Linked DNA regions of Mus musculus: regions 2, 3, 4 and 5 are each linked to region 1. Evidence: chromatin contacts called from public ChIA-PET and promoter capture Hi-C data. All regions are on one chromosome and are shown on one strand. The core of a region is the stretch at or near the end of the contact, and the rest is flanking DNA. Distances in the headings are between cores, read along the strand shown.

Region 1 (4,666 bases), core at 753-3,252:
AATACACTCATGACAGTTACCATTATCCTAGAGTTTGCTTCCACTACGCTCAAGACAGTTGGCAGTATCCTAGAGTTTGCTTCTGCTCTTGGTGTCTACTGCCCCTTTACCTAATAGTTTACTTCTTGGATGCAAACTCTCCATTAAGCAAGTTCAAATAAGTTTGAAATGGTGTAAGATTACAGGAGCATTTGTAGGTCTAAATTATCTATCCTGTTGCTGCTTTTAAAATAAATACTAAATAAAACTATTGTAAATGAAGTGATGTTTATGAGAAAAATCAAAACCTGACCTTAGTCATTTAAAGACAAAAAAAATAAAAGAAAAATTTTAGTTTTATTATTAAAAACAAACAAACAAACAAAGCAGAATTTGAAGTTGAATATTCTTTCTTTACAGTGAGTTGAATGACTTTTGTAAACCAGGGTAGATGCTGTCAAACGGAAAGACAGTTTTCTCAGTGAGGCTGCCTGGGCTCCCAACCATCACAGCTTCCTCAGAGAGCTGGGCTGAGTGTTCTGTTCATCACAGTCACTTTCAGGACTGAACACACTAAGGAATCAGCAGCAGCCATGCTGCCGCACTGCACAGCATCAAAGAATAAGTCTTTGGTTCCTGTGTGAAGGAACTAAAGGTTTATGAGTGCCCCTTCTTCTACCACTCAGGATTTCAGTCTGGAAAAAAAAAAAAAAATCAGACTGGGAAATGTCACCCTTACTCCATGGAACCTGTTCTCAATCAAACACCTTAAGTTTCTATTGTTTTAAATTAGAAAAGGCCTTCAAAAAAACTAAACACAGTCCCTGTGTCTTCTGGTAGCCTTCCAAAGTCATACTTACCTATTACCCTGTACAAAGGAGAAGGAAGGCCTTGGTGCAACAGTACAAGATTATGGCCTGCCCAAAATCTGCACATGGGAACATGGGAAGACCAAAAAGGAACCATAAAAGAAGTAGGCCAATCATTACTGTTGTTTCATTTGTGTAACCATTAATTAACGAAGAGCTAAAAAGTAGCTGCACACGGTGGACTTGATACACAAGACGCATCCGTTTCAGTATCACTTGTCTCTGGGTCCTTAATCTCCTTCACAATTAAGTGCACAAAGGCCACATCCACGCTAATAAACCTAACACTTAACAGACCGATTTTCCTTGGGATGGCTGGCTACACGTGCACTTTGAAACACTGTCATAACTGATTTGTTTCATCTTTTCCTCAGACAAGCACCCTGTGTACCACTTCAGAAGAAAGGAAAAGGCTGGGACATCAAAGGACCGTGCGTGACACTGGGTCTGAGACATCTTTTCTGGTTCGCTGTCATATTTTTTTACTGTAGTCTTTTCTGACTCTAACCCAGGTGTTCTGCGTACAAACCCGAGTCTCCTCTCTAAATAACAATCAAGATGTGAATATTGTAACAAGTTACGAATTGTTGGCAGCTGAGCCATCATTCTCCCCGCGCGCTGTTTCCCTGGGATTGCTACTTTGAGGATAGGTAGAAGGGGAGAGAGAAATCTGAAATGGTTTCCCTACCAAGGTGAAAATATATGAAAATACATCGGGATCTTTGGAAAAGCCGAACGCTGCGGACCGCGTCCCCGGAGATACCGCGCTGGTGCGGCGGGGGAGCGGCCGCGCCTCCGGGCACAGCCCCCCGAGGGCCCCGCCAGCCCCGTCACGTCCACGCGCGGAGTTGCGTACAGCCCGGGGCTACCACCCCGTCACGTCCACGCGCGCAGACCAGCGCTCCCCGAGCGCGCCCGTCCCGGACGCCCCTCGGCCACTCACCGTCCGTCGTCCAGCCCCGGGCCGCACCCTAGCGAGGCCGATGGAGCTCCGGCTCCAGGGCCGACGAACCCATGGCGGCGTGTAGCCGACGCGGAGTGGGTGAGGAAGTCACGCGCGGAGACCACTGCAGATCCCGGGCTCTCAGCGGAGGTTTTCCCCCAAAACCCCTGCGGAGCTGACACATCAACAAAGATGGCGGCGACGCCTAAGCCGGCGCGGCTACAGCTGAGGGGGCGGGGCTCCCTGAACGAGCCAATCAGCGCGGCGCGGACCGCGTGACGTTAAGCACCTGGAGGCGGGCGTGGTTTTCGAGGCGCCGCCTCCAGTCCTCGCGGTTTCTAGAGGCCCCGCCCAGCATCTCCGTGCCACCTCCACTTAAGCCCAAGGAGGCTGTAGCAGGCTGTTGTTGTCCGGTTGGGCCACTCTTTCCCTTTCCCGTCCCAAGCCGGTGCTTTCTATCGGAAGGAAGTTGCCATCTTTTTTTCTTCACCCTTTGGCCGGTCATCTAATGAGTCAGTGGCATAAAGTAATAAAAGAGAACTAGAGATTGTGGCTTCCCGGTTCTGATGGTGCAAACTTTGCGCTGCCTGTGGGTGAGCCAAGTCCGCAGGAGCAGCTGACTTGGGCATGCGAGCTTCATCTCTGGGAGAGAGCTCTGCAGGGTTTCCATAATAATAATTGACCTGGGATCTCCAAGTGGCACCGAGTGCCATTGTTTACTAGTAAGCTTGTTAGTGTGCTCCACGCAGAGGACCTAAGCCTGCCTGGGCTGCGTAACCCATCCGGTTGCATGGTTGCACGCAGGTTGTATATTATAGTGACTAAGCCCAGTTGGAGGAGGTAGGGAAGGTGAGCAGTTTTAGTCTGGAGGTTTTGCAAACCACCTCTGTCCGGAGAAAAGATGTGTTAAAGTTCTGGGCCGTGTAGACAGTTGTAAGTGAAAATAGTTAAGACTCGTCTTCAGTGGCAAGTTTGTAAATCCAAGCATATTACTGTTAAATTACTTTCATAATTGCTGAGGAGGAAAATCTTCAATGTGGTATATTACTAACCCTCTGTCTTTTTTTAATCAGAAAATGACAACTCCCTCCTCAAATTATGGTAATGTATTACAGTACGTTTTACAATTAAGGTGCGGTGGTGACTTGAATAGACTCATGTATTTGAATGCTTGGCCCATAGGAAGTGGCACTATTAGGAGGTGTAGCCTTGTTGGACAGGGTATGTCATTGTGGAGGAAGGCTTTGAGCTCTCATATAAATGCTTGAGCTACACCCAGTGTGAGACATATTCGGTCTCCTCCTTGCTGCCTTCCAATCAAGAGGTAGAGCTCTCTGCTCTTTGTCTCTAACCCTAACCCTCAACCCCCTGCACACTGCTGTGCGTCCCAGCGTGATAATAATGGACTAAACCTCTGAACCTGTAAAACCAGCCTTGATTAAATGTTGTCTTTTATAAGAGTTGCCTTGGTGTGAAGAGTGTCAATTCACAGAAATGAGACCCTAACTATGGGTTGAGCCGGGAGTAGTGGCTTACAATGGTTATCCAGGCATTTGGGAGGTGCAAGTAGGAACCACTTAGGGTTTAGCCTGCAGGAGACCCTTTTCCTAAATGCATACGTATATACATACATGCATGCATTCATACAGACATACATAGGTTTTCTTACTTTGAAAAGAATGGCTGGACTTTAAACATTCCTAGTAAGGTATGTTATCCCAAAAGGAGGGAAGACACACTGAGTTGTTTATCTGTTCATATTGTTAGAAGTAACATTAGCATTATTTCTGAAATGTACTTCAGAACTTATAACTGGTAAGAAAATGTATTAAGCATGTCTGGGAAACTAATTTTTTAAATCATAAGAGAGAAGAAATACAGGTGTAAAACCAAAGAGATGAGATGGAAACGCTGCAATCTGAAGTGGAAACGCTAAGGGTTCTTTGGAACGTGCTGGATGGTGTTCTGCTGGGGCAAACACATGAAGGAGTGTTCCGTTAAAGTGGACACAGGCATGAAAGGCTAAGTGAAGGAATGTTTCCCTGAAGCAGACACAGGAGAGGATGCTAAAGCAAAGGCTGGGGCCTGGCTGTCTCTGCTAGGTCGTGCCACCGCTGCTGATTTCCTGCTTGCTATCCTGACTCCACTGAACTGAACTGCTGGTGTGTCTGTGAAGTGTTTGCACGTGGATCGAGCTGCTGCTGTCTTTGAACTGTGAAGTGAACTGATGATTTCCTGACAACACAGATGGGAGTTGCTCCAAAGAACCTTTCTAAACAGGTCCACTCTCCCCCCACAACCCCCATATCCTTTCTTTTCCACTAACTCTGGTGGGTGGTGGGCTCCAAGGGAGGCTAAAGTGTTTAAGAGCCATCATTAAAAATCGGTTTTGAACAAGCTAAAGTTACAGCAATCCTACATTTGGATTTAGAAATATCACGATGAAATTGGAGATTTATTTTTTTCATGGAGAAGTCGGTGCTACAATATTTGCCTTAGCATGGGGGAAGGCCTGGAATTCAGTCCTGGGGGTGATGGGTGACTACTGAAAAGAATCCCAACAGCCTAACGCACACCCTTACTCTCCACATCTCTATTTTCCACCAAAGAGCCTGGACTGAAAAGTTACAAGGCGTGGCTACGAGTTTGGAGCAAGAAGTGTGTAAAATAGCGTAGGACATATTCTGTTCAGAGGTGGGGCATAACGACTTTCTCCTCTATCACATTGTGTGGAAAGGGGGAAACTTTACGGGGCAGAAATGTAATAAATGTCAGTCATATGATGACGCCTGTTATTCATTATTGTGAATCATGTTCATAAAATGTATCAGACAGTATCCTACAATAAAAGTGTGACTTTGCCTCTGTAGTCTTC
Region 2 (4,666 bases), core at 1,374-3,873, 500 kb before region 1:
TATCATTCCAGTTGTCATGGCAGTGACCGTTTTCTATCCCACAGGGGAAGGGTCCCGCCAGCTCCTGGATGCTAAAGTCAAGCTAATCGCTAACCCTTTGTGCAACTCCCGACAACTCTATGACCACACCATCGATGACAGTATGATTTGTGCGGGGAACCTTCAGAAGCCCGGATCAGACACCTGCCAGGTCAGAAACTCCACATGGTACTTGGAGGTAGAGGCTCACTGAAGATCCAGCTGAGCGGAGAGGCTTAATGATAGCTCTGGGATGGGAACCGGGGTCATCAGGCCACCTGCCTCAGCATTAAGACACAGGTGGGCTACATCAAGATGGGTCAGCGTAATAACTGTGATCACATGTGGCTGCACAGCCTTGTTTAACTCTCCCAGTGTCCTATGATGTCACTGTCATGCCTTACAAGGGCTTGTAGACATTATCAATGTCAATAGCAACAGAGCACTAAGTGACAGACAGGACTGAGATCAGATCAACCCAGATGTGTGCAACACCAGAGCCTTTGCTACTCTGCTCCACTCTAATAACAGCAAACCCTCAGCTGCTAAGGTCTGTGGAGATTCAAATGTGCTCCCGGAGACGGAGGAAGTGGTGATTCCATCAACTGTAGACTAAGGGGATCTCGGGTCCCTATCCCAAATCCAAGCCCATACCCATTTAACTCAGGGCTCGGGGCACATAGGCTGCATTGTTCCTGGACTCCCAGGATCAGCTCTGGCTAGGCTTTCTGCTCGTCCTTACACACTACCCAGCTGTCCCTGAAGATCCAGCGTAGCCACATTCTGATCTTGTACCATGATAGAGCCTCCCTACAAACAGACCCGACGATAACCAGCCAGCTCACAGCCTCTTTGGGTTTGTTCCTCTCTCCAGAGACCATGTCTCTGTTTTGATCCTCTATACTTCTCCAAGGGTCGTGGATAGCCACATGCTCAGGATGGAGACGAGCAAGTGGGTGTGGTTTTCCCTACGCTCTTGGAGGATAAGCAGGCTCACCAGGATCACAGTATGCTTGGTTTTCTATGAAGCTCAAGGGCTATGCTGAAGGGAAGCCAATAGCCATGGTTTTGAAACCTGATCTGTCTCGTATTATAGGACCTTGATCAATCCTTGAAAAAAAAAAATGTATCAAACTTCAGATAAAGTGCCTGCAAGATCACAAGGTATTGGCTATGATTAGGAAAGTAAAGTTATGTGACAAAAGCTATTAGTTGCGGCGACTAAGCAAGTTGTTTCCTTCTCTGCTTCCCTCCTGCCCATCTCTCTGCCCTGGCCTACACACTTCAGAAAGAATCACTACAGTCCTTCTCAGGAGCACAGTTCCTCTATGGTTCTCCACAGCACTCCACTGAAAAGGCAAGGCCTCAGGCCACACTGCTCAGCAGGCAGTAGGTTAAAGATATAGACTACCTCTGGGTCTCTGCCGTACTCCTTATCTGGGCCCGTCCAAACAAGCCATCACCCACCTTGGTCAGCTACTAAAAGAAGTTGAGGAACCCTGGGAATGGAAAATTCTAGAATTGAGAGTCAGGAACCATTACTTGCCCGCAGCACTGCGGCTGCAGTCCTGGGCTTCAAACTTTTTCCAAACTCAGGAACTGGAGCTGGGATTAGCTTCTCTCCCTTTGGAGCTGTGCATCATGGGAAGCTTGAGCACTGGTTCCTCCGAGAAGCCCAGGGTAGCTAGCAGGTGACTTGGCTCCACCCTCCCCTTGTAGGCGTGTCTGAATCAAGTTCACAAGGCTGAACCCCTTCTGCTCTCCCTTTAGGGTGACTCGGGGGGCCCTCTAACCTGTGAGAAGGATGGAACTTACTACGTCTACGGGATTGTAAGCTGGGGCCAGGAATGTGGGAAGAAGCCAGGAGTCTACACTCAAGTCACCAAGTTCCTGAATTGGATAAAGACCACCATGCACAGGGAGGCTGGCCTCTGAGGTGCTGTCTGCAGAGCCTTGAAGCCCCTCGTCTTTAGCACCAAACAAGAGGGGCTTCCTGCGTAGCCAGGGATGTCCTGGGTCCATGCTCTAGACAGAGGCATTGTTGCCCAGCCTGGGCCTTTCCAGACTGGCACTATATCATTTCATGAGGCCTTTTCTCTCTGGGAACCAACAAGAAATACATTATCTTTGCCCCCGTTCTGACAAGTGTACCTTCTAGATAACCAGAATTCAGAGACGTTCTCCACCATGGAGACTGCGAATCTGAGATCCCTGCTTGCCCCGCACCAGGAGATGTTTCCTTGACTCTTTATCTTTTGTCCATACCATCAGGGTCCTCCACAGAACCAGCCATTCTCATGCAGCCATCAGAGAGAAGCCCCCAAAACCACAAGCTCTTTGTTTGCTTTCAGAGTTGTTATTTTAATAAAGGCAGATGTGGGCACGGGGAGGGTGTGCCAGTTTTTTTTTTTTTTTAAAACACTCGCTCATCCAGACCAAAGCCACAGAGGCATGCCTTTGGCAAGCAGCCCTCAAGGGGGCTTCTTAAGGAGGCTCACATCAGCAGAGTCTTCTTCTTGTGGATATGCAGGATCTCCGAGGCATCCGGGTTCACCCCCCTGCTCTGATGATCTCCTAGCGCCGCTGCTGCCTCTGGCTCCACCTGCGGAAGCCACACATAGCGCCCCACCTCCACTGAGTTCACAGGAAACCCCGTTGCTGCTCCCACAAGCCGTGCTAAGATGCCCGGCAAACATCTAACGAGCTCCCCACCCCTCCTTTGTCCTCTCTTCCACCCCGGTCCAAGAAAAAGGATCCTCAAGGCAGAGATGAGAAGGAAGCAAAACCTGCTTCTCATTTAGATGTGCTGTCTCTCTCCTGAACAAAGTAGGGTTCAAAATGCAGACTGCTGGAGCCAGCAAGTCCCTGACCCTTTCCGCGAATGTAACGAGCAAGCAGTCAGCACAGCCTGGGCTGCCCTGGCCCGGGATTGATGTCGCCCTGGTAGGTTTGCCTCTGCAGAACTAATGGCTGTGACTTCAGAGGAAGCCCGCGGGAAGTTTAACCCAGGTGTCATCCGCCCGGTCATCTCAGACCCATGAAATTAGGCGCCTTGTTCGGCTGCCTTTCACGCTTCTTTAGAACTAGCTGACCTTTGGCCAAAAATAAACTTTGAAAAGCAACAACGGGTTTGTATTTCCCGTGGTCTCGCAAGGCAGGGTGCAGCTTGCGGCCTGTTACTCACAGAAGCCCCCCGGATCCCCGGGCCCCTCCTGTTGGCCAGTTCTGCAGCCCGTCGAGCCATTTCCACTTTGTAGGAGCCAGGAGGGGTCCAGCCAACACCTCGAGTCAGGTTCAAGTCAGATTTGTACTTGACCTTGAGGGAAGGAAGGAGCAAGAGGAAAGTCAGCAAGATTGGGTGCTTTGACAGTGGAGTGAGGGAGATTTAAAAGGCAGCCCGGAGATGCTGGACCACACTGACATCATTAAAGTCAGAACAAAGAGCGGTCATGTGATGCAGAGGACCTGAACAATAAGCCTGGCCAGCCACTATGCATTTGCTCCCAAAATTCCAGTTGGGTAATAAAATACCCTGGAGATACCTGGTTCAAGTCTGAGCTCCTATCTCTGTGTCCTTGTAAAACTCACCTCCCCTCTCTGAGCTTCAGTTGCAAATCAGGGAAAGCATAAAACTGGCTTCTGTAATTATCAAGACCCCATGGAAATAGCAGAACGGAACCACCATGGGCCCGAGCTTTCAGACCGGACAGCTGCTGAGGTGGCAGAGCACATGACCAACATGCATAAGGCCCTTGGCTCAATCCCCAGTACAAGTTAATTAATTAAGAAAAATAAGAAGTTGGGCTATGTCATCAAATACCCTGGGGCTGCCGCTTATTTCCTGTGTGATCTTAGGTTGCTTAATTTCACCTGGCTTGGGTTCCTTGTCTGTTAAAAAGGCCACACCACCCAATCCTGAGAAAGCATTTGGTACATTTGTGGCAGACTTGGGAATGTCTGTAATTACGCCTTCTCAGCCTGCTTCCCCAGGAGGTAACAGGGCATAAGTGGAGGCAGCTCACATCACTCTGCAGCTGATGGGCTTTCCGGGCATGCTTCAGGCCCAGCTGTTCTGGGTCGCTGGTGTGCTGAGGCAGTGGCTGCCTATAGAGGACATCGCTGGCCAGCTGCTGGCTCCTCTTGGCCTGGAGGAAGCCTGGTTGGTCAGCGCGACTGTGGAACTGGGAGCGACCTTTGGCAAAGGCCTTCCTGTACTCGTTGTCACTCTGGAGCCTGCCGACTCGGAGGAAGTGCGTCGTCCTCGGGTCGTCACTGATGCTACGGTACCCAATCTGTAGGCCCCGGTCCCTCAGAAATGCCTCTTTGTACCGGAACTGCGAATCAGAGAAGCAAAGAGAGGTGATGGGGATGCCCTTCCCCTTCAAAGCCAGCCTCCCTAGAGGGGACAGACCCCAGGACTTCAGCAGGAAGCTTGATCAACAGTGGATAAGGGCGAAAGCTTTGGAATCAAACAAAGCTGTATGGGCTTGGAGCTGTATGGGCTGTGGAGCCTCTCTGAACATCTGATAAAACAGCAGCATAGATCTTCACCCCATTGGGTGTTGAGAGAGGTCAATGATATGGGCCTGAAATGCAATGCACACTCATTGATGATGTCCTGTAACCTAGGATGTGGTAGTATATACCT
Region 3 (4,666 bases), core at 1,306-3,805, 460 kb before region 1:
ATGGAAATGAACACATTCCACCTTCCTGCTGAAACACTTTGACCTTGCCAAAATTGACCAATGTTTCCAAGATGTTTCTCCTTGGCTCTTGTTGCCAGCCCATCTTGACTTTCACACTAGCTCCAAGCCCCGCCCCATCCTGAGTTTACACTGTCTTGGCTCTTTGTCTCTCTACACCTGTCTATCCTGGACCTGTTACAGCTATAGATCTTCTCTGAGTTATACAATGGACCCACTCACAGGTTCAAATCACTCTGAGAGCTCATCTGAGGGCAAGGTGCTGGGCCACTCACCTCGCTCTGCAGCCCGTAGGCTTTCTTGGCCCACTGAGTTTTCATATCTTCAGGCAGCACCGTGTAGTCATGCAGTTTCTTTCTGTAGTCAAGGTCACTGGCAAGAGCTTGGGCCTTCTTAGCGTGCCTGAGGTTCACCATGTCCATGGGCAGGTTAAAGTGGGTTTTACTCTCCTCAAACCCTTTCTTATATTCAACCTTGAATGCAACAAAACAGGGCTCATTGATTAAAGGCTGTTCTTGCAGGAGTTAAGAGAGAGTGGGGGAGAGACTCTCGGGATTCTGGGAGATTTAAGCACTCTGGGTGCAGCCACCTATCTGCTGGAAAGGTGGCCCCAAGTCAGTGTTACCACAGTCATACTGATCCTGTCCCCTACATACTTGTCATCTAAGGCCATCTCTTACCAAACTTCACCCTGGTTCATGGCTGTTGCAGGAGAGGCTGCCACCTATGCTTTTTGCAGAGGTTTTCCAAAACGAAACAACAAAGTGTGGGGCTATAGAATCAAAGAAGCCTAACTTCAAACCAGCTCATTCCCGCTGTCCCTTAAACACAACTCACGTTGCTCACATGGCCAGGAGGCCTCTGGAAAGTTACATCCCCTCCCTTACGGCTCATTTTCCTTAAGGAACCAGATGTGGCCAGTCTTACTACAGTCACAGAAATGTGATGCTTAGGATAGGGAGTGTTACGTGCAAACAGCACACACTAGTGATGAGAATACAAGGGTGATGGTGGCGAGGAGGATGGATGTCAATAGTGGTTTCCATGGAGACGGTGATGATGACTGATGCTGTGACAATGGCGGTCATGACATTAGTTACAGCTCGGACAATGGTGATGACACCGGATATAACGGCATATGGTGAGAAAAGACAGTGCCCAGCAGTATGAGGGGCGAGGTGCCAGGTATTGAGTGATCTAGTCTCTAACTCTACTCTCCCACTGCTATCGTTGACGACCATATGGCTTTGGATCACAGATACTCAGTGTAACAATTTGTTGTCCATTTACATCAAAGCCCAACTCCGATTCTTACTGTGTCTTCATGCTTCATGACCATGCATTTCCCAAGACGTGTTCCATGGTGTGTCTAAATGCATGACTTCAGTGCCAGCTCCCTTATACCACTCAAGCCACGGTCTCGTAAAGGCCTACCAGGTAAATCTACTCAGCTGCTCAGCAGAGCTGCATGGCTTCATTGCATGGCTTCATTGCATGGCTCGGGAAGGCTAGAGTAGGAACTCAGTGCTCATGTGTCCATCCTGTATGCTTTGCATTGGGTGAAAGATTTGACTGGAAACCATAGATGTCCCTTCTGGTAGAGCTCTCCTTCCCCAGAGGCTCCACGACCACCCTACCATGATCTGTCCTAGGTGATGAGTGTCAATCTCCAGACATTCCAGTTATTTACAACCAATGACAATCAAGTTGGCTGGAGCTGGGGATACCACATTAGCCTGGCAAATGTTTTGAACACTAATACTGTGGCCACCCAGAACATCATCACAAAAAACCTACAAGCTCAACTCCCTGCTATGATTTAGATGTGATTTGTCCCTGCCGACAGTTACATTTAGGTTTAGCTCCTCAACAGTAGGTGGTGGTGGTGGTGGTGATGGTGGTGGAGGTACCAAGTCAAACCTCTTGCAGCCTCACGAACACATCATTGCCTGCCTGTCCTGGGCTGGATTTATCATCATGAGAACACACTGTGTTCTCTCATTTACATACACTAGCTCCCCTTTACACCTCTTTTCATCCCAAGCAACACGGGGCCAACCCGAGGGTGTTGCAGCTGTCCATCCTCAGGCCCTGGAGCCTCCAGAATTATACGACAAAACAGAGCTCTTCCTTCCTCAAGTGCTATCTCTAGGATCCTGGTTTAGCAGCAGAAAGATGGACTAAGACACTCTCACATTTGAGCTTAGCTCTGTGAGCGAGGAACTTGTGAGCTGCTCATTCTCATAGCTCCAGAGCCTCTTGCAGTATTTCACCCAGAGCACTGTGTGACAAATATCTGTGGCATAAATAGATGTACTCAGCACCTCTGTACCTTGCTCAGTAGACGCTGTCATCCCCGGGACCATCCACCTCACGTACTTTTAAAGAACACTGTGCTTTGACAAAATAAAGAAAACGAACGAGTTCCTCGTATATAAGCCAAGAGAGAAAAGCCTTGCAGGTGGAAGTCTGCAGAAAGGCAAGCTTGCCCAGGAGGAACTTTTAAGCACAGCTATCAGTTAGGGGCTGGGGCGGGAGGAAGTTTACCTCGCTGCTCATCTTGGCCACCTGCAGAGAATGCAGAAGCTTAGAGTCTGTGGCTCCCAGGGCTCTGCCCTTCATTTTCTCATATTCTTCTTTGTATTTAACCTTGAGAGGAAGAAGACAGTCTAGCGTGAGCAAGAGAGAAACTGCCCTAGAAGGGACTCTGACTGTAACAAACACAAAGAGAACAATTCTTGCCATGGTGGTGGTGGTGGTGGGGGGGGGAGTACCCCCTCCATCTTTCTCAAACCCAGAAGAAGATTAAAGTGTTGCGATGTTTACAATGTTAACAGTCATTATTTCTCCAGCAGGTGGCTGCCATCACATTGCAGCTGTTTCTTATCCCTTACACAATTCTGTGTTAACGAGAAGAACCTACGCTGCTAGCAAGCTCCCCCGAGGCTTTGGCGGCCAACAGAGACATGGCGTCCAGCTTCATCTCAAAGCCTTTCCCCTTTGTCTTCTGCCAGCCTTCTTTGTACTTCACCTGACAAACAAACACAAGCACAGGTGAGTGGGCCCTGCTACCCACCAGTCTGCGGGAAGTTGAGAGGATTTTTCTTTAAAGCAAACTTGGTTTCTTCTATTGGCAGGCGGGAGAGTCTTAGCTATTATTGTCAAGACTGTAACAGTAATCACTGACCCTTAGGGCCACCCTAGGGACAGGACAAAGAACCTTCATTGCCTGGTCAAGTGACTTTGGGTAATTACCTCTCTGAGCTGTGGCTGACCATTTACAAAATGCATATTATAATTCCCCGGGCTGCTGGAAATGTAAGTTGGGCGTGGAGCTTGAAGGCAAATCCTAAACTGTGTGGTGCAGCCAAGAAGCGAAGATTTGATGCTGCCTGCAAGAACCACTGTGTGTGGTCCCTTCCTAAAAGGGTTGTAGACACTAACTACAAATCTTCACACAAGCCAAGGCTCAGCAAGGCATTTATTTACTAGGGTCGTACAGCTCAAACGAGTCCAGCATGACTTCTGGATCGGGGTTTGTCTCATATCAAAACCCACGGCAACAAATGCTGGAAGGTACGTTAACGCCACGATGAGCCCAATAAACACATCAGATTTATGTCATCACGTCCTCCGCCTCAACACAGAGTAGTCTTGTACAAAAAAATTTGTCCCTATTTTTCGTTTTCCTTCCCCATAACTCCCACCTAGGCTAGTGGCCTAATCGCAGACCATTCTGTGACTCCTTGTGTTTTTGTTGATCATATCAAGATTATTCTTGAAACTTAAAAAAAAAAATCTCTTCTCACAAAGTCACCAGTCAGTCGCTGGGATGATGATGGTGGTGGTGACAAGACTGCATGTTCACATATCATGTACCCAGGGAGGTGTGCCAAAATTCTAAATCCCACTGTGTTGAATGCCCTGGAAGACTCTTTCCTGGGAGGCAAGGAGGCCCTGCTTGTTTGAGCATTGGTGAATGTCACACCAAGCTCTCCCCAGCTTGCTCTTACCTCGCTGAACAGTTCTGCATTGGCCTTGGCCTTCAGCAGCTGAGGGGCGTCCTGGGGCAATGTGTAGTTCAGCTTGTTTCTCTCGTAGTCAGCTCGGTAATTCACCTGTTGAGTTTAAAATAGGTCTGCAAGGTTTGTGTGTAACAAACAGGAGGAGAGCCCTGGGGAAACTATGCCGTTTCCCACGTCCCTCTGATTCCTGTTGCAGAGAGGGGGGTCCCTGGGAAAGGCCCTTTACAAGAAACTTGGGGTGGTGGTGGGGGGTTTAAGTTAACAGATTGGAGGTGTCAAACGAAAAATGAAACAGCTCACGGGCACATCCAAGTTTGTAAGTTTGCAAGATACCTTTAAGTTGCTGTGGCGCTGAACACTTTGCTATATGTAGGTTAGACACTTGCTAGGAATCAAAAATCAGTATTATCAGAAGTAATATTGATTATGTACAGTTATAAAAGGCACATCTTGAACCTCATGTGCACAAAAGAGCTAAACACATGGGTAAGACGGCAGTGTCATCTATGAGGACTGTCGCTCAAAACTTAACCCTGGGCCACGGGCGCTGCCGAGAGAGTTGCAAAGTTGGGATTTATTGTTAGCTTTTGGTGTGTTGTATCAAAATTATAAAAATGTACTTC
Region 4 (4,666 bases), core at 1,497-3,996, 450 kb after region 1:
ACCCCCCATCTTTACCCCTCAGAGCTTCACGCATACTAAGCTAAGCGTCTGCTGAATTAACTAGAGAGTTTCCATCTCTCTAGTCACCTTTAAGTCATATTGTCACACATGCTAAACTTCCTCTCTCCAGAAGCCCAACCCCTAGCTGACAAGATATCGGCAGTTTAAGACAACTGGGGAAGGAAGACTTGCTTTTATGGAGGGATGTGGCTACTGGAAAGTTGCCTGTATTCCGGCATGCTTATGGGAAATACTAGCTGTACTCGGTGGGTTAAAATAACGATAAGGAATTTTAAAAGAAGAAAACATGAGGTGTTGAGGAAGATGAGCTAGAAGGTTCTGGTGGGTGTTGCAGGATAAGAATGAGAGGTGGGTGAGACCAAGAACATGGTAGTAGACATGCATGAAATTCTCAAAAAAGAAATTTAAGAAGCACCGAGATAGAAAACTTTAATCTTAAAGAGAACAAAATCACCAAAGTCATCTGCCTCTTGTACAAGACGGGCCACAAACTGTTGTCCTTACTCTCCACGGCAGACCTGCAGCGCCTTCACTCTCTACCAATGCAGATGCACCGGTAAAGAAGGACAGCTGATAGTGCTCCCGCAGTGACAGCTATTCCCAGCGGTGACACAACCTGAAACCCAGCCAGGAACCAGAGCCCAGTGCCTGCTTTGTTCCACAAAGGTCCCGAGTTTACCTGAAAACTCAGGATCATAGCAAATGTCACTGCGGCTCGACGAAGCCTGCTCTGGGAATGCGTTAGAGGTTGCGCTCAGGCACGATAAGGAGGCTGCCGCGCTGTTTATTAATAGGACCGGTAACGTCTCAGAGGCTGGTGGGATTAGATTAACTGTCTTCCCAAGCAAGTTCCTGGCTGGATCCCACTCGGAACAATTCTGTAATGAACAGCTCCTGATAGGCAAGTACCACCTCTTGAGAGGGGGCATCACAAGGAGACCTTGAACTTGGACAGAAACTCTGACAGGTCCCAGGAGGCCTGCTTATGTTCTGAGCCTGGGCAGAAGCACGGCACAGACCACTCGGACCGTGTGTTCTGGCTTTAACCACCCATCAGACCAAAAAGACTCTGAGACTGCCTTACCCTGCACAGATCATTCTTAAGCCTTCTAATCAGATCCTACTGTCTGGTCATATTTTGTCCTGATAAATTCCAGACATATGAACCATTAACCTTCATTAAGAAATACAATGTCAGCCAGGTCTGGTGGCACAGGTCCACAATTCCAGTTGTTTCAGAGCTGAGGTAGAAGAATTGTTAAGTTCAGAGCAAGCCTGGGCAACTTGGTGAGACACTGTCTCAAAATATAAAGTAAAGAATATAAAGCAGAGAAGGGGCTCAGGGAATCACTCAGCGGCAGGGCGTTTGTCTGGCATGCGCAGTAGTCGTACTCCACGTCGTATGGCGCACACATGTGTGCACTCAGATTTTTATGGTACTTCTATGTCCCTAACGCATTAGTTTACAGGAATGCTGTGGTGTCTAAGCAGATAATGTTTTGTCTTTACCCAGGGGCATGAAAAGCCAGGAACGAGATGCCTGCTGCCACAGGCTGGTCTGGGGAGGACAACTCCGCACCCTGTCACACTTGTCTGCTTTTTCCCTTTGGCAAAATTCCACTCGAGCTCTCAGACCCAGCTAGGGCTGCACTAATGCCCGCCCTGTTCCTCCAACCATAGCTTGATGCACATATCTCCTCACTGTAGCACTGAACACATGGTACTGAAATGACTGTTTTCCAGTCTGCCTCACTGATAGGCCAGGAACTGGTCCCTGAGCTAGTGAGCCTCGGGTGCCCAGCCCTGGGCATGCGCAGAGCAGCACAGCAGCCTCGTGACGACTTACTTGTTTCTTCCTGGCCAAGAGTCTCATGAGGAAGAGAAATTGACAGTAGAAAATGCTGAAATGTGCCAGAGACACAGAGGCTCAAAATTGCTGCATCAAAATGAGCAAGGGGCAGAATATAGCTCTGGGTACGAGGATGGATGGGCAAATCCCTATTTTAAAAAAAAAAAACTCGCAGGCTATTTGTAACCCTGGAAATCTGTAACTTTGCAGAAATCTGGGGTCTAGGGAAAGGGAATATAGGGCAGGTACCTTTAACACGCTGGCTGGGAGGAGCAAGCATGGGAGGAGTTACGCTGGGAGGGGCAAGCGTAGGCAGAGTTACACAGGGGCCACGCCCAGCCAGTATGAAAGGAAAGATCCCAATCTGGGGTGAGCAGACATTTATTCACATTCCCTGGGATGGTGTCACACAACATGCCATGTTCTGACTCTTCAGTAACTGGGAAAATGCCAAATACACTGAGAGTAAGATATTGCCCCACCCTCAAGCCCGATGAGGCTGCTGTTGGGGATTTTGTGGAGTACTGAGGACGTGTTTACACTGCGGGTAAGATTAACCCATGCAAGTACTTCTGAGGGCAAACTGTGAATAGTTACTGAAAGGGAAGACCTTCAACCCAAAGCCCCAGTAGTTCCTGTTGGTCCATTCACTTTGCATGTTGGTCCAGGGTTGCCCTTTCAGGACTGGGTAGTGGGGGACAAGACACAGGTAAGACTGTTCAGTGAATCACAGAGATTTAAAAAAAATGGAGTGATAGTGCCTCTAAATATCCATCAACACCAGGAACAGTCGAAACTAACACAAGTCAGCAGGAAAAAAGAGAACCTGGGCTCAGCAGCATTCTTAGAATCCCAGCAACTCGGGAGGCTGAAGCCAGAGGATCTCTGGCACCTGGGAGTTTGGAGCCAGCCTAGAAGGCAGAAATGAGAAGGCCCACTTCTTAAGAAAGGAGGGAGGAGTAGAGAGGAATGGACTATAGAAACAGGTAGGAACAGGGTTCTATCTCCAAGTCAGGGGAGGAAGCAGAGGAGGGGGAAGAGGAAAGCTATGTGCTCTCATAGGAGAAAAACCACTCTGACCATCGACTTACAGGGTTTGCTGATCAGCACACAAATGGAGACGTTCTGAAAACAAGGCAGCAGTAATACCAAAGGCCAAGACAGTAATTACTTCTGGAGACAAGAGACTGTGGGTTTGTGGGAGGGTCCTGTTAAGTCATTCAACCATATTCACTTTTAAAGTGACAAGCAAGTGTGGCAAAGGTGTAGAATCCTATGCAGCGAGGTGCCCACCCCACCTTTCCTACTGTCTTCTGGGTATTCCGAGCACTTTAAGGTGTTCGTGAGGTTGCTCTTCCCCAGCTGGGTCGAGGAGGAGTCAGTGTCTACGCAGTCATTCAGCTTGCCTCCTCTGCTGCGCACACAGGCACCCTTCCAGCTTCTAAACGGAACGGTAACATGGTTCCTGCTCAGCACCTCTCAGGTTGGGCTGCCGTTCCTCTGTACTCTGCTTACAGTATCTTGTCTGCGAGGAAACTGAGGCTTAGAGAAAATCTGCACTGAGTTATCTCAATGAGCGAATTGCTGCGTTTTATAAAAATGAAAGAGCCAGGAATATATTTGGTAGAGGGCGGTATGGGGAGAGAAGGGGGAGGAGGATGGGGAGAGAAAGGACAGAGAGGGTAAAAGTAGGAGAGAGTAAGAGATTAAGAGAGTGAGGAAGGGGGCAAGCAGCCCCTTTTATAGTGAGTCAGGCAGTACCTGGCTGTTGCCAGGTAACGGTGGGGCGGAGCCTAGAAGGAATGCTAACAGAAATGGCAGGGCAAACGCGTGACTCCAGGCTGATTCCAAAAGTACCTGCTTTCTGTCCTTAAGCCCCAAGTACACCAGATTTCCAGCTGGCCCAGACTGCCACCTTAGCTCCAGAGCTGACACCATCAAACTCTGGGACATCCGAGGAAACACAGACCCTTAGAAAATACTAAAGGCTTCTGTTCCACATGACTGGAGCTAAATAAAAATACGCCCTGAGAATCAAATGTTGACAGCTGATTCCTAAATTGAAAGTAACCACTGAGTGAGTGAGTGTTTAAGACCTGGACTGTGAATCCTGTTAACTGCCTTCAGGACACGGGGTGTAGGAAACCGCGGAACTCAGCTAAGGAATGGCGGTAACCCCAGGGTGTTTCTTAAACCCGAGTCCAAGAAAATGAGGCTGTGACTCTGTTATGGGGACCAGGGAGGAGGCAGCATTTTGACATAACCTTCTTCTGACTACTTTGCCCTCTGGTCAGCTGTTCACCCCATTAGGTTAATTATTAGTGAAGCTACGAGCCAGCTGAAGAGTCACAGTTTCCTGGCTCTTCCAGCTACTTCTCTGGAATATACGCGCTTTGAGAACAGAAGTAGCTTGTCACTAAACCCTCACCTCATCCGAGCGAAACAACCTATCTCGGTAGTTTTCCATCCTTTGTCAAAAAAAAAAAAATTGCTCTACTGTTTATATAGCAAGGGATGTTTCTTTTCTAAATTAACGTGTACTCAAGGAATGTGTTCCTTGAAGGGAGCTGGGGACTATAAACAGTTGCCTCCTATACTGAGCACCAGTTCCACCTCCAGATGAGCTGCTAAGCTGTGATCAGTCACTGCAGTGTCCCGAGGCCTAAGCACATCCCAGATGGGTTATGTAACTGAGCCATAAATTAAACAAACGCAGGCTAAACTTATATAAATGCACAGGGCATGTATGAGTCTCTGCAGTTACACACTAGCCTGATTCCTAAATAAACCTCACAT
Region 5 (4,666 bases), core at 574-3,073, 310 kb after region 1:
TGGTATGCTCAGTTGATACGATGCTTGTCTGGCACGCACAACCCCAGCCCTACATACAGCAGGCATCCTGGTCCACCCCTGCAAACCCACCATTCGGGAGATGGAAGTGGGAACATTAACGATTCAAGGTCATCCTCAGTCACACAGCAAGTTCAAGGTTAGCCTGAGATACCTGTGTCCTGTCTCAGGACAATGCTAAAGAACTCAAAAGAGAACCGGCAGAAGCTAGCGCAGGATGTTGTTCTGAAAGCTACACGCATACTTTGTGTCTGTGAGAGAAAGACGCAGCCCCAAGGAAGCCGAGGTTCTCCAGGAAATGTTAGACAAACAACAAGAGACTCAGCTATACCTGGACAGGCTGTTTGGGACCCTTCTCTGTTGAAAGCCCCCTTGGGTATATATATGGTAGCACCTTTAGGAGAATTATATACAGTGGCTTCAGCTCTGCTCCAATATTTACAATCTTTCCACATTAGGCAGTCGCTGCGGTTTCTAGAATCGGATGAACAAAAGCTACTTCCACAGCAAGTCTTTGCAGCTGGAAACACTAATATATTTGGAAATGGTATTCAGAGATGTAATTAAGGCAAGGGTCTTGAAGAGACGATTTGAGTGATGGGCATGGCCTTATATAGAATGATAAGTGCCCTTTTAGGAGAAGGGTGGAAAGGTAGCTGGCAGAGGAGGTGGTTCACCTGGAGTGATGCATGCCGGGAAGCTGGAGATCACCAAGAAAAAATTCCCCCAGTGTTTGAGAGAACAATGGCCCTGATGATACACTGTTATAAATGTCTAGACTCTAAAAATGAGAGAATAAACTGTTTTAAGCCATCACTGTTGCAACCCATGCAGAAAATAAAACCACTGATATACTGATACAATGAATTTAAGACAAAAAGACAGGGTTTGGAGTATTGATGGCAAAGCTACACCGAGAATGGTTCCCCAAGCTTGGGGGAGGTGGGGCATGGAGACTGGTCCTGCTTTCTCCTGGTGACCAAGCCCAGCTGAGTCACTAGCAGTCACATGTCTTGTGCTAGCCCCTGCAGAACATTTTTCTGGGTCACACACCCATCTGAGGAGGACAGAGTCTGATGGGCGGACCTCTCATCTAAGCTGAAAGTGCAAACCACTCCCGGGCTGACTGATGTCGGAGGCTCTGTATGGAATGTCTCCAAGCCCTCAGCTCTTCAGACCTTCCCTGCCACCTGAGGTCAATGTGGGACCAGGTCCTTGAAGCCTCTGTGACTCCAGCCTGAGAGAGAAAACACAAGGGGCCAGCATGTCTCCAAAATGGCATGTTCTAGATTGCAACTATATTTTATAGATTCCTTCCTGTAGCTGTTGAAGTGAATGTAAACACGCATGCAAAAACAGACAGGCTTTTTCCCTCCCAATGTTTTTGGGGAACACATTTCCATGTGTTGACTAAAAAAATTAAAAAAAGGTTGATTTGAACACAGGACCTTAAAAACTTGGGTACCAAGTTCCACATCTTCCTGCCTCTTTTCCTTACTATACCCTCACACCCTTCTTGGTTTTTAAATTTTAGATTCAAGGCAAAATTCATGTAGTCTAAAGTGCAGCACCTTAGAACCAACAAGCTGGAGGCACCCAGCGAACTACCAAGGCCACATAACTACCTCTCCTATCTCATTGCTGGGAAGCCTTTGCATTTGTGTCATGGAAACTCTCCCAGAAACAGTCACTACTGTTTTCTCCCCAGCCCTTAGCAAACAGCAGCCTGCTTTCTGTTTCTAATCACTAGGCCTTTGGTGATGGGCTCCATGTCTGGGTGGTCTGACCACCACACTTCCTGCCTGCCATCTTTCACTTATGGTGCATCTGTGGTGTAGCAGGTTATCACTGCTTCCCGACATCTACTGGGGCATGACTGAGCCGCTTCCTCCTCCCTCTGCCGTCAGTGGTGGGTGGGGTGTGTGTGTGCACAGGTGTTTGAAGACTCCCATTTATTCTTTCCACAGAACACTGACTCCATCCTGTGATTCCACAGCTATAGAGCCTACGTCCTCCTCAGTTCTCTCCACAAAACTCAGACTTCTGAGTGTGACCCTGGAGGAGTCCTCCTCCACTTCTCCTGCTCGGTACCCCACAACGTGCTTCTTTCCTTGTGTGTCCTGTGTCCTCGCCACGTGGTCCTCTTTATCAGAGCGTTCTCCCTCAGACTGTTGGGTGACCGTACTTGACAAGAGTCTCATCCTCATCTCCTCAGGACAGTTAGTGGTGGTGACCCCTTGATGTTTGGTGGGAAGAACTTGTAGTGGGATTCGGGGAGATTACTCTTAACCTTTGTTGTGATATCCCCCCAGAGTGGCCAGAAACACCATAGGGACTCCCACGATAGACAGCCCATGTCTCTAAAACATACTCTACTGGCTGTATGGAATCAGCACCCGAGGGACCCACATGATGGCTTGGTAGATCAGCAGGCTGAAGCTGCCAGGTTCCCTGGCTCTGCACATTCTCTCTGCCCTACGGACAGGAAGGTGTGTGTGTGTGTGTGTGTGTGTGTGTGTGTGTGTGAACTGTGACTTTCCCCTCCAGCTTGATGAGCCCCCAAAGCTCTGTGAGAAACAGGGTTTTCTCTGAACTTTGATCCCAGAATTCCTCGCTGCAGCCTCTCTCATCAAAGAGGTGTTAGCTAGGCCCAGAGGCAGGTGCTGGCAGAGGCAGGTACAAAGCTCCGGCTGGAAGCAGTCACACCTGAATTTGACAGGCTTCCTTCAGCTCGGTCACAGGGTTCTCTGAGTCACAGCGGATGTGGCTTTCTAAGGGCAGAGAAGTCAAAACCTTCACCTCGCACCCTCCCTTCCTTTCTCAGACTCTGAGCTTCTGAGGTCTCCACAGATAGCACACATGTGCAAACACAGATGTACACACAGGGTCTGACATCATATTCTTACTCTTAAAAAAAAATGCCTGCTTAACTCCCAGGGAGGGAGGTCTGTTCTTTTCTCTATCATTCCAAGTTCCCCTTGGCCTTTGGAAGAAAGGTAAGTACAACACACGAGTCCTCTCAGACAGTCACCCATGGCTACTCTCCTTCCTCCTCAGGAGGAGACACACAGGATGAGGGCTCACAGGCAAACAGTGGTGGTCTGCACTTACCTCCAGGACTTTTCCTGTGATAAACTGGTGACAGGCTTCACACTTCACCCCAAAGAGCCCCTGGTAGTCTTTCTCACAGTATGGGGAGCCATCCCTGAAAGACAAAGCTACATTCAGGCCTTGGGAAGACACCAAAGCCACTTTGCTGAAGCCCTTCCCACAGAACAAGAGTAGAATCCATCTTTACACAGACCCAGCGACCTGACCATACAAAACCACAGGCCAGAGAGCAAGTGGTTGTTCTCCAAGCCAGACAGAGAAAAAAAACCCAACAAACCACCAAATGGTTACTGTGCCCACTTCCTTGGTTGTCACAGAATTAAGGAGCACGGGCCCCAATATTCTTCTCCTGGCAGCCCAGATGAGCCAGTCTGAGAGGCCCAGAGTATCTTACCTCCCTTCACACACCATCTTCTCAGAATCAAAGGCCCACCAGAGCCTCCCACCACCTCAAATGTCACCTCCTCAGCTCAGGTCCCTCTGGCTCTGAGGGTTTAGGACATGGCTCAGCTCAGCAGCCGCATTCGTCTCACAGTGTGGCAAAGCTGCCATTTCCTGAGTGTTACTACTCGGAACAATTGGAAAGCAAGTCTGAGGGTCCACTCTGCCTATTACTGGCAGACCTCAGTGCCACTTAAAAGCCAGACAAACACTCACGTTGTCCTTTAAGCTGCTCATCACAGTCACCTGTAGAGCTCTTTAGTCCCTCACAGGGGCGTTTCAGTTTGACCCCAGACCCACTTAGAAGCAAACCCTAGTTTTGGGGCAGTGGGAGCTGAGCTTCCTTTTCAATCATTTCATGGATCTGTGAAATTAAATTCATCCACTATGTTTCAGTGAGTGATTTAATACCATCTGGGTAGGTTTTGTGTTTCCTGTTTTGGTTTTTGACCTTTGAGGCAGGGTCCTATGTAGCCAAGCTGGCCTCCAACTCTTGAAGAGCCCAAGGCCACCAGAACAGGCAATTTCTACACCCACTTTCATACAGAATTAGCACACAGGCTGCCATGCAAGCCAGGCAAGCACTCTACCAACTGAATGACATCTCCAGTCCTCTTGGAGACCCAACGCAGGCCTTGTGCACTCTGGGGTCTAAGCTCTCTCATCAAGCCACTTCCTCATCCCTAGTTGGGGAAAATTTCAAAAGCCATGAAAAGATATAGAGCAGCAGATTCCTCCTCATGACCAGAGCACATTTAAAAAAAACAAAAACAAAAGAAAAGCCCACCCAGCCTTCACAGATTTGTATAATACTGGTTAATCCTCTACCAGCGCTCTCTGACTGCAACATGAACCTTCACCCTGACAGGCTATTTGGTGGCTCTGGTCTTGCCAGGCTTGGTACCTAGATAACATGTGTTTTGCGGGGATGTCTAAAGCCCCAGAGAAGAAAACTACGTTAGCATCACATAAAAAAACCAGAAATAGCAAAGGAGACATGGCGAGGTGCTTAACTGATTACACAGTCGGGTATACTGCTTTGTTAATTATTAGATTGGGGCACCGTTAATAGGCCATTAAGTTTACAGCAGCCACG

The links. Promoter capture Hi-C pulls out the DNA fragments that hold promoters and counts their contacts. ChIA-PET counts read pairs in DNA pulled down with a chosen protein or histone mark.
Region 2: a contact with region 1 is called in a promoter capture Hi-C map of hematopoietic stem and progenitor cells, with 2.2 times the contacts expected there. The contact joins the enhancer-like site here to the promoter of Ccdc186 in region 1. A contact is called at or near these places in 11 of 39 promoter capture datasets (the 3T3-L1 cell line, the HPC-7 cell line, HPC-7-derived erythroid cells and 6 more), 3 of 115 datasets of contacts at active chromatin or transcription factors (bone marrow-derived macrophages, embryonic stem cells and pancreatic cancer cells) and 4 of 9 other capture datasets (adipose tissue, embryonic stem cells, macrophages and 1 more).
Region 3: a contact with region 1 is called in a promoter capture Hi-C map of the HPC-7 cell line. The contact joins the enhancer-like site here to the promoter of Ccdc186 in region 1. A contact is called at or near these places in 16 of 39 promoter capture datasets (the 3T3-L1 cell line, the C10 cell line, the HPC-7 cell line and 9 more), 1 of 15 datasets of contacts at CTCF or cohesin (large pre-B cells), 1 of 484 Hi-C or Micro-C datasets (nephron progenitors), 7 of 115 datasets of contacts at active chromatin or transcription factors (bone marrow-derived macrophages, embryonic basal ganglia, embryonic stem cells and 3 more) and 2 of 9 other capture datasets (embryonic stem cells and liver).
Region 4: a promoter capture Hi-C map of embryonic stem cells shows a contact between it and region 1, with 3 times the contacts expected there. The contact joins the promoter of 4930449E18Rik here to the promoter of Ccdc186 in region 1. A contact is called at or near these places in 2 of 39 promoter capture datasets (both in embryonic stem cells) and 1 of 9 other capture datasets (pancreatic islet).
Region 5: a contact with region 1 is called in an RNA polymerase II ChIA-PET map of memory CD8 T cells, with 38 read pairs. The contact joins the enhancer-like site here to the promoter of Ccdc186 in region 1. A contact is called at or near these places in 3 of 39 promoter capture datasets (the 3T3-L1 cell line, hippocampal neurons and liver), 1 of 484 Hi-C or Micro-C datasets (CD4 T cells), 3 of 115 datasets of contacts at active chromatin or transcription factors (effector CD8 T cells, memory CD8 T cells and pancreatic cancer cells) and 2 of 9 other capture datasets (adipose tissue and pancreatic islet).

What each region holds. Positions count from the first base shown.
Region 1 is chr19:56,820,197-56,824,862 of GRCm38.p6, forward strand. It overlaps Ccdc186 (coiled-coil domain containing 186), which reads right to left and starts at 2,003. Exons shown (of 16, transcript NM_170757.2): 1 at 1,792-2,003.
Region 2 is chr19:56,317,683-56,322,348 of GRCm38.p6, forward strand. It overlaps Habp2 (hyaluronic acid binding protein 2), which reads left to right. Exons shown (of 13, transcript NM_001329935.1): 12 at 45-190; 13 at 1,789-3,138. The coding sequence ends at 1,953. Nrap (nebulin-related anchoring protein) reads right to left here. Exons shown (of 42, transcript NM_008733.4): 40 at 4,041-4,352; 41 at 3,203-3,334; 42 at 2,359-2,620. The coding sequence ends at 2,513. Among named protein-coding and RNA genes, the nearest start is that of Gm32257, 31 kb to the left of the region's middle. Within about 2 kb of position 2,624, at least 44 of the 459 cell types and tissues checked have an H3K27ac peak or open chromatin away from gene starts, as enhancers often do. A contact at or near this core is called in the HPC-7 cell line and hematopoietic stem and progenitor cells, where this site is marked.
Region 3 is chr19:56,361,361-56,366,026 of GRCm38.p6, forward strand. Nrap (nebulin-related anchoring protein) reads right to left here. Exons shown (of 42, transcript NM_008733.4): 16 at 4,032-4,136; 17 at 2,942-3,049; 18 at 2,566-2,667; 19 at 294-491. Gm17197 (a long non-coding RNA gene) reads left to right here. Exons shown (of 4, transcript XR_003952900.1): 2 at 1,316-1,455; 3 at 2,874-3,072. Among named protein-coding and RNA genes, the nearest start is that of Gm17197, 7.0 kb to the left of the region's middle. Within about 2 kb of position 2,556, at least 8 of the 459 cell types and tissues checked have an H3K27ac peak or open chromatin away from gene starts, as enhancers often do. A contact at or near this core is called in the HPC-7 cell line, where this site is marked.
Region 4 is chr19:57,271,214-57,275,879 of GRCm38.p6, forward strand. 4930449E18Rik (RIKEN cDNA 4930449E18 gene) reads left to right here and starts at 2,747. Exons shown (of 3, transcript NR_045319.1): 1 at 2,747-2,856. It also overlaps a transcript of Ablim1 not described here.
Region 5 is chr19:57,129,733-57,134,398 of GRCm38.p6, forward strand. It overlaps Ablim1 (actin-binding LIM protein 1), which reads right to left. Exons shown (of 26, transcript NM_178688.4): 6 at 3,130-3,223. Among named protein-coding and RNA genes, the nearest start is that of Ablim1, 84 kb to the right of the region's middle. Within about 2 kb of position 1,824, at least 70 of the 459 cell types and tissues checked have an H3K27ac peak or open chromatin away from gene starts, as enhancers often do. A contact at or near this core is called in memory CD8 T cells and pancreatic cancer cells, where this site is marked.